Linked DNA regions of Hordeum vulgare: region 1 is linked to region 2. Evidence: chromatin contacts called from public Hi-C data. All regions are on one chromosome and are shown on one strand. Each heading gives the region's core, a stretch centred on a gene start, on an enhancer-like site or on the middle of the called end of the contact. The rest is flanking DNA. Distances are from core to core; before and after follow the strand shown. Region 1 holds the start of LOC123408350 (cullin-associated NEDD8-dissociated protein 1-like). Region 2 holds the start of LOC123410578 (blue copper protein 1b-like).

Region 1 (4,558 bases), core at 1,836-4,335, 300 kb after region 2:
AGCGGTAGGGCAGTTCTTCCACTCCCAGTGCATGTTGTCTATGCTGTCAAGCATCCCTGAGAAGCCTCTGCTGGCATTCATCGCCAACAAGCGTGTTGTGTCTTGTGGAGTCGACTCTCGCAAGTACTCATGGTCAAACACAGTAATCATAGCCTTGCAAAACATGTACATGGAATCTAGGCATGTAGACTCGCTCATACGGACGTACTCATCAATGAGATCACCGGATACTCCATATGCAAGCATCTGGCTGGTTGCATTGAATTTCTGATGTGATAAGATGAGAAGCTAATCTTTCCAAGGACGTCCTCTTTGCACTCGAAATAGTTACCGTATCCATCCGTCCTCTCTCTAATACAGTTGAAAACATGCCTAGCCATACGGAAACACCGTTGGAATTTCTGATGTTTGAACAACGCATTGGTTGTGTCAAAGTAAAACTCAAATTAGCATGACTAGTAACTTACCCCAGAAAACTAATAATTTATCTCCTACTGTTAATATAGCAAATAAGTATAATAAATTTGACAAGTAAGTATAATGGCATGGGCATAATAAAGTATAATGCGGCGAATAAATAAAATAAGTCCGACAAGTAAGTATAATGACAAGTGGCAAAGCTCTAATATGAAAATAAATTTGACAATGAAATACAATAATTTTGACAAGTAAGTATAATGGCAAGGGCATAATTAAACTATAATGTGGCAAATCAGCACAATAAATCCAACAAGTATAATGTCAAGTGGCAAGTTAATTTGTCAATATGATAAAAAAATTGACAAGTAAGTATAATAGTAAGGGCATAATTAAAATATAATGTGGCAAGTAAGTCCAATGAATTTGACAAGTAAGTATAATAGCAAGGACGTAGTCAAATTGTAATGTGGCAAGTAAGTCCTAAATTTGACAAGTATGATATGAAGGTCATAATTAAATTGTAATGTGGCAAGTAAGCAGAATGAATCTAACAAGTATAAAGTCAAGTGGCAAAGAAAAGTTGTTAATACGAAAAGTAAGTACAATAAATTTTATAAGTAAATATGACAAAAAAATTAGTAAGTACAATACGTGAAAAGCACCAACGAATAAAGTTGTTGAAATATAACAATAAAGGATCTTGTTTCGAAGAATTGGTCATCATTCATACCAATGTTTTGGAAGATAAATAGTTCACTTTCAATTTTTTGTAAAGTAGGTAAGTGCATAGATAAGCAAATAGTGGGAGGATGTTCTTAGCATAGGGTAGTACTAGTAGCAATTTTGTCTTGAGAGAAAAAAAAATCCTTCTGCACTACATGCATGTGATGCCAGCTCGCATGTGAGAGAGGGTGAAACCGATGGCAACCTTATGCATGCATCAATGCATGGGTACGTCTCACCCAAGGACACGCGAACACAGGCCGTTTTTGCGTCGGACTCGTTAGCGGCCGCCGCACGGTAATGCAAATATGCGGCGCCGCTACATAGTGGTGTCCTTCTTTGTAATGTAGAGATCAAAAAAGATGTAACATAAAAGTTGTGACACAAAAAGAAGAAAAGGTCAAATAACAAATAAATCACGTGCAGTCTTCTCTCATGACATTGAAGTATGTTTTCCGATCAGATGCAGTACACCAACATTGACAATATGGTCCACTTAATCCTATGCATCGCTCCGACAAGCGGTTTGGAGAAATTCACGAAAACACACTCGTTGTCAATCGTTGGCTGCCGCACCGTTTTTAAAATCTCTCCTTAATAATAAAGCAAATAGGGTTTTTGGTCGTCCGTCGTGGCAGTTTTGCAAAAAAAAACCTCACATTATACATATTCAACCCGCACTACCAATTTAAGTGGAAAAATGTATCAGTTTTACACAAACACCCCTTCTCCCCAGTTCACGGTCGCGAGTCTTCTCTCATCCATTCCGGCTGCTTACTGCCATCTCCGTCACGGCGCCGACGACCGCCACCGTCGGGCCATCGCCGATGGGGATGCCTCGCGCCGCCATCGCCGTGTTCTTCTTCCCATCCCCACCGGCCGTGAGAGGAGGAGCAAGAGGGGAGTCGTGGCGGGTCACGAGGCGGGGCTCCAGATCTAATCAGGAGCAGCACGACGACGACGAGCACAGAAAGGGGACGGGCCCCATGCTCATGGACGCGGAGTATTCCCCGCCGGCTGCGGTGCTCTAGGAGGCGGAGATGGAGGTTGTGGAGGAAGACGAGGATGGCCTTCGGCGCGGCGCGACGCCCTTCTCGGCCCAGAGCAGCTCCTGTGACCTGACGGAGGAAGAAGAGCCCCATGCGTGGAGCGCACAGCAGCAGAGGCAGAGGAGCCCCGCGGCGGCGGTGGCGCCCCGACCAGCGCGGTGGATGTAGCGGTGGATTTACTTGCGGCCGAGGCAGTCGAGGCACTTGCGTCCCTCAGTCATGTCGCCCATGCCGGCGCCCACGCAGCGGCGGCAGTATGCGCGGCCGCAGACGAGGCAGGGGTGGCGGAAGACGTGCACGTACCGGCTGCAAGTGGCGCAAAGGTTGGAGTGCGGGATGCCGACCCGGCGCATCTGCCGGCCGCTTCTGCTGGCGTCGGCGCGCGCGGGAGGAGGGCGCAGGTGTTGCTGCTGTCCTGTCGTGCCGCTTCTGCAGGTGGCGCGGGTCGAAGGAGGGGACGGAGACGGGGAGAGCTGGAAGCAGAAGTACATCACCCCCGCGCCTGGCCGTGCCGTTGCCCACATCCGCGAACAAGGGCGCGCGGAAGTACATCACCCCCTGGTACGGGTACGCGCACCCGCAGCTCTGCGAGCTCATGCTCTGCTCCAGCGGGCATACCCTGGAGAAGCACTTCACGAGGCTCGTCGTTCCAGCCCACTCACCTCACCGTTGCTCATGCTCTGCTCCGGCTCACCGGAACAACGAAGTGTGGATGGGAGGGAACCGGTGCCGCTACAAAAGCCAAGTAAAACATAATTATTCATACACTCTTGCTACTTATTGCATAATTATGTGCTTATCACATGATGGTCGGCAACATTGTACTTATTGCTACTTTTGGTGATGGTCTTCGGAGGGAATTACCGTCATGCCTTCCCATACTTGTTCATAGGATGGGCAATGAAATAACACGACTCACAGCTGTCAAGGTAAGCAATCAACGACACCTTCAGAACCAAAACTAACAGGGACATGATGGTAAATGTTGAGTTGAATTCTCAGTGTTCTACTCAATGGTAGAAAAACAAACATAAATGTTTTGATCAATGCATCTTGCTGAGTTGCTTGGGACAGAGATGCTTTCGTGGCGGGTTCATTGATTTAAAGATAGCTTTAGTACAATACCATAGTATACCAATCTATTTGTGTGGGTCTTGTCTATAGTTTTAGTTGTATACCCTGTCATCATTTTCTTATGCCCACTGGTGGTGTTTTCAGAAAGTTTTGTTTATTCTCTGTTTTCCTGTAGTAGTTGATAGTATGCAGATTCACTGCTTTTCTTGGTTCTGTTGCATTTTCAAAATGTTCATTCCTTACAGGCATTTGCGGTGATTGCGAATTCACTTCTTCGGATTGATCTGTCATGCGTCCTGGACCATGTCATTTCTGAGCTCACAGCTTTCCTTCGAAAGGTATAGATGTATTATACACATTGTTTGTTTTGATTTTGTAACTTGAAAAATCATGTATGTCAAACAGGGCATTAAAATTGAAGACTAACTTCTTTTGTTGTCCCCTTACAGAAGGCCAACAGAGCACTCAGGCAGGCAACATTGGGACCCTAAATTCTCTGGTTGTCACATATGGTGGTCAAATTGGCTCGTCCTCTTATGAAACGATAATAGCTGAACTTTCTACTCTCATAAGGTTCTATCCTTTCTTAGCTTTCTTCAACAAATCTCCATTTCCTGCCTACCAGGAAGATTGATGTTGGATTATCTATTGTGGCAGTGACATCGATTTGCATATGGCTGCTCTTGCATTGGAGCTGTGTTGCACAATAATGGTTGACAGAAGATCCATTAAAAATGTCAGTTTAGCTGTGAGACATAAAGTTTTGCCTCAGGCCCTTATTTTGATCAGGAGTGCTTTGTTGCAAGGACAAGCACTACAGGTATATATTTTCATATCTAAATATAAATACTGGATTTCTTCTTATTCTCCTACTGACAGAGGACATTGTTTCTATTGCAGGCGCTACAGAAGTTTTTTGCTTCACTGGTCCAGTCTGCAAATACAAGCTTTGAAACATTGTTGGACTCCCTTATTTCAACTGCCAAGCCATCACAGTCAGGCGGTCTTTCCAAGCACGCACTATCCTCTATTGCACAGTGTGTTGCTGTGTTATGCTTAGCAGCTGGTGATCAGAAATGTGCATCAACTGTTGAAATGCTTAAAGGCATTCTAAATGATGACAGTTCAACTAATTCTGTAAGGCTTTTCCTGACCATGCATATCTTCTGCACCATATTTGCGCATTTATATCATGACATTATTGTGTTCTTTGACATAACATGCCTTTATTCATTTACATAGCTTAAAAAATCATTCATGGGCATCGTCTATCCAGAGTTGATGGTGGAGAT
Region 2 (4,024 bases), core at 1,451-3,950:
CCATTAGCTTATAAATAAACAAAAACAGCACGATTAATCTAGCCAATTGTTGGAGCGTGCACGCGTTGCTCATAACTTGTGTGACCGTGATTGAACCCCAAAGTTAAACTTACCGGAATCGTGCATTTTAACGATCCATTCAAAGGTAAGATTTTCGTTTGAGCCGATTCAAAGGCAAGCCATCAACTGATCGACGAGGTCTCCCGAGCGATACAGTTAGTCCCGAGCAATGCTACATTTACGTAAATGTTTACATACGTTTATGGGATAGTTTGATTTGGCAATTATTGATTGGATTACGTGAAGGGTGAGGCTCATTCATCACTGAAAATCAGGGAGGCATGTTTAAATAAGTTGAAAGATTTGGTAAACGTAAGTAAAATTTAATAGGTCTAGCATTTTTGTTAGTCCCAGCAAAAGTGGGCGGTCGGTCGGATCGTGCGCCGGACGGCGACGAATTCGCGCCATCTTGACCACAAACTCCTGACCCTTACGTGCAGTGGTGGCAAAGAGATCGGTCGTTTGACGGTGGTCGATCGTGGAATACAAAAACAGATTGGAAAGCACTCCGCAACACTAGAGTTAGTTAATTTACAACTACACGTTGGGCACTTGCTCGAAGCGACACTCAGCATGACGCGGTCATGAAGCACGCATGTACACATACTACCAGAGTATAGTACTTCCTCCATTCGTAAAAGCATCTCCACTCGCCCCCCCCCCCCTCCTACAGCCCCCGAAGACATCTTTTTTAGCGTCAATGATGAAAAATCGGTTCAGTCGTGCCTTCAACTCCTCGTTTAGCGTCGATTTGAATCAAAATAACAGTCGACGAACCCGAGGCGAACCCAGCCCCCTAGGGCGTCTAGGAGCACCGGTCGAAGCGAAAAGTCAAGTGGGCCCGCTTTGTCGGCGGCAACCGGACCTATTCCAGTCGTTTTCTCCCCATTCCTCCTTCCTTTCCCTCCATTTTCCACATCTCCCCCCCTCTCCCGCCAGTCTTCTCCCGCTCCCGCCATCCGGCCGCCATGCCAGCAAAGAAGAAGTACACCTTCCCTCGCCCTGCCACCGCTACCGATTCCAGCCAGCAGAAGTAGAGGAAGTCGATGGCTAGGACTACAGGCGTCTCGGACGCCGAGTGGAGTGCGGATGCCCAGTGTCGAGAGGCGGTCACAACAGACCGACGGAGGAGGCTCGACGCCAAGAAGATCAGGGACGCGACGGCGGCGGCGGCGGTCGATCAGGAAGAGGTGTCCCGCACGGGAATGATGAATCCCCCGTCCGCAACCCACGTGTCGCATGGAGGGGCTGCCAGGGCGTTGCGTCGTCGGCCAACCTCTCGCTGTCGATGCCGCCCTGTGGGTACGTACACTCGCCTGGCTACTCCGACGGCAATGCACATGGCGGTCGTCGTACTCCGACGGCGACGAGAAGGTGAAGGCGTGGTACTTCATGGAGCGTGGCCTGATCTTAAACCAGATGTCGGTGCTGGCGGCGACTGTAGCGGCGATCGCGACGACGACGACCCCGACAGAGACTATGCCGCCGATGAGCCCGACTACCTCGGCTATTTCGCCGAGCCGGCTGTTTGATTTTCTCTACTATCATTTCCTTTTGATCACCGAACTACTGGGTGTGTTGATCGCCAAACTATGACATGCTGATCGCCAACTTGTGGCATGATGATCGTCGAACTTGTGACGTCTTTTTGGCAATAGGAAAGATAAATATGAAAAAGTTGACGTCAGGGGCCGAAAACTGAGGACGCGACTGGAAACTCGCTCGCCTCCAGGGCGAAAAAAGTGTCGGCGCAACGCCAAAAAGGCTTTCGCCGGGTTCCCTAGGGCCAAACGGATGAAGATGCTCTAAATATAATTTTTTATAAATATTTTATTATAAACTACATACGGATGTATATAAATATATTTTAATGTGTAGATTCACTTATTTTGTTTTATATGTAGTCCGTAATGAAATTGCTAAAAGATTTATATTTAGGAAAGAGTAAGTGGTTTAGTGTATCTATTGCTTCTACTTTGCTGTCAAATAAACAGACAAGCGTACGTCTACTTTGCTGTCAAATAAACAGACAAGCGTACGTACATGGACCAATCACGCCCTCACTTAATCATCCAGCGGCCGCCCTAACCCTCTATTACAGGAGTAATCATGGTCAGTGCCCCCCCCCCCCCCCCCCCCCCTAATCCACCACCGTAATAATCATGGCTACGCTGATGACCATGCACACGGCTACGGGGGCAGCTCCGTAGAAGTGACCAGAGATGCCAATGCATATCAAAGTGGACAGTAGCTAACCTAGATGTTACCACCAAGTTCCACACGGCCAGGGCCAGTGGCGTCCACCAACCCCCAAAGACACGCCGCGCCACTAAGCACGCACGCCCAGGTCGCTAATGGCGCACCAACGTTGCCGTCGATCGACCAACCCCAAACGCGACCCTAGCTCAGTGCAACGCCCAACTTTTCTAATCGTGTGGCCCAGACAAGTAAACAATGACCCGAGAAGAAGAGAACGCCTCCAATTCTCCCAGCCTCTGTCGATCGAGCTGACGGAACCCTCGGCTCAGCTACAAGAGTCAACTGGCGCCATCATCACGCGCCCCCGTGCTGCACTCCCACGCAACGCCATGATCGACCGACCGGCCCGTCCGGACCTATTTATAGCCAAGCCATGCCATGGCATGCTCATCACAGCAAACCAGACCAGCCAGGGCATCATCCAGTGGCCGGCGAGCTGAACGAGTGCTAGCTTGTTTGTGGTTGAGAGATGGAGGCGAGGGTGGGGGCAACGGCGGCGGTGCTCGTGCTGCTGGCGATGGTGCTCGTCCCGGAGGCGTGCCGGGCGGAGCGGTTCGTCGTCGGCGACGCGGCGCGGTGGACGTGGGGGTACAACTACACCGACTGGGTCATCAGGAAGGGACCCTTCTTCCAGGACGACACCCTTGGTACACACACGATTACTGCTCTTATCTTATCTTAGTTCAGTCTTGGTTCCCTCTGATAATAAAAAGAAAAAAAAACTATTTTTGCACGCTGGGTGGTTGCCATATCTGGCGCACACTAGCTAACTGCAAATAAGAAAGAAGAAAAAAACTAACTGCAACACCAGGCTTTGAAAAACAACGAAGCTATTACTATTTCACTGAGGTTGCTAAAGGTTCAGTGTGTGGATGGTGGGCGTGCATGCAGTGTTCACGTACGACCCGCCGAACGCGACGACGCACGCGCACAGCGTGTACCTGATGCGGAACCTCGCCGACTACCAGTCGTGCAACATCAAGGCGGGCAAGCTGGTGGCCGGCGTGGCGCAGGGCTCCGGTGCGGGCTTCGAGTTCGTGCTCAAGAAGCGCAAGATGCACTACTTCGTCTGCGGCGAGCGCCAAGGCGTCCACTGCACAACCGGCCTCATGAAGTTCGTCGTCAAGCCCAAGAGCTCCGTCTGCCGCGACGACTGACCGCCCCTTCTCACAGCCCCCCGGTGGTTCCATGGCGTCCGCGGCCTTCGCCGCCTCCTTCTGCATGCCTCCTCCTCCTTCTTCTTCTTCTTCTTCTTCTTCTTCTATTCTGTCTCAAATCATTTGTTATACTTGCTGCTTGTAAGTTATCACAATTGTTGCATTCATATGTGTCGTGTTGTGTAACTGTGTTGCCTGTACGCTATTTATCATAACGGTGGCGTGTGTTGCTACAAATCAAGGGAGTATGTAATGCGAAATGAGGGATTGTTAGTCCATGAGTAGCTGTTGTGTCAATCTCTTGTTTGACTCATTTCTGAAATCAATATTATGAAGCCAGCCAAGGGAAAATTATCCATGATACACATAATTATCTGCCTCATAACTGGCATTTACAACAATAAAAACCAGATATATGGGTGAGAACATTCTCGGTGAAGAGTGCACATAATGATACCACGAGAACTATATATAGAGAGAGAGATACAGTGGATGCAATTCATAAAGTTGGTTTCAGTGATCTGAAGATCGGTGAGAAGCAAGCCGGC

What was found. A called contact is a pair of places that touch in the nucleus more often than the background predicts.
Region 1: a Hi-C map of seedling shows a contact between it and region 2, with 3 times the contacts expected there. The contact joins the promoter of LOC123408350 here to the promoter of LOC123410578 in region 2. A contact is called at or near these places in 1 of 6 Hi-C or Micro-C datasets (seedling) and 1 of 1 datasets of contacts at active chromatin or transcription factors (embryo).

The regions. Positions count from the first base shown.
Region 1 is chr7H:81,395,819-81,400,376 of MorexV3_pseudomolecules_assembly, forward strand. LOC123408350 (cullin-associated NEDD8-dissociated protein 1-like) reads left to right here and starts at 3,086. Exons shown (of 7, transcript XM_045101474.1): 1 at 3,086-3,121; 2 at 3,445-3,520; 3 at 3,584-3,604; 4 at 3,716-3,839; 5 at 3,924-4,086; 6 at 4,167-4,403. The coding sequence starts at 3,086. It also overlaps the pseudogene LOC123409250.
Region 2 is chr7H:81,098,850-81,102,873 of MorexV3_pseudomolecules_assembly, forward strand. It overlaps LOC123410578 (blue copper protein 1b-like), which reads left to right and starts at 2,701. Exons shown (of 2, transcript XM_045103521.1): 1 at 2,701-2,966; 2 at 3,211-3,773. The coding sequence starts at 2,789. The coding sequence ends at 3,476. It overlaps LOC123410577 (pentatricopeptide repeat-containing protein At5g18475-like), which reads right to left. Exons shown (of 1, transcript XM_045103520.1): 1 at 3,781-4,024.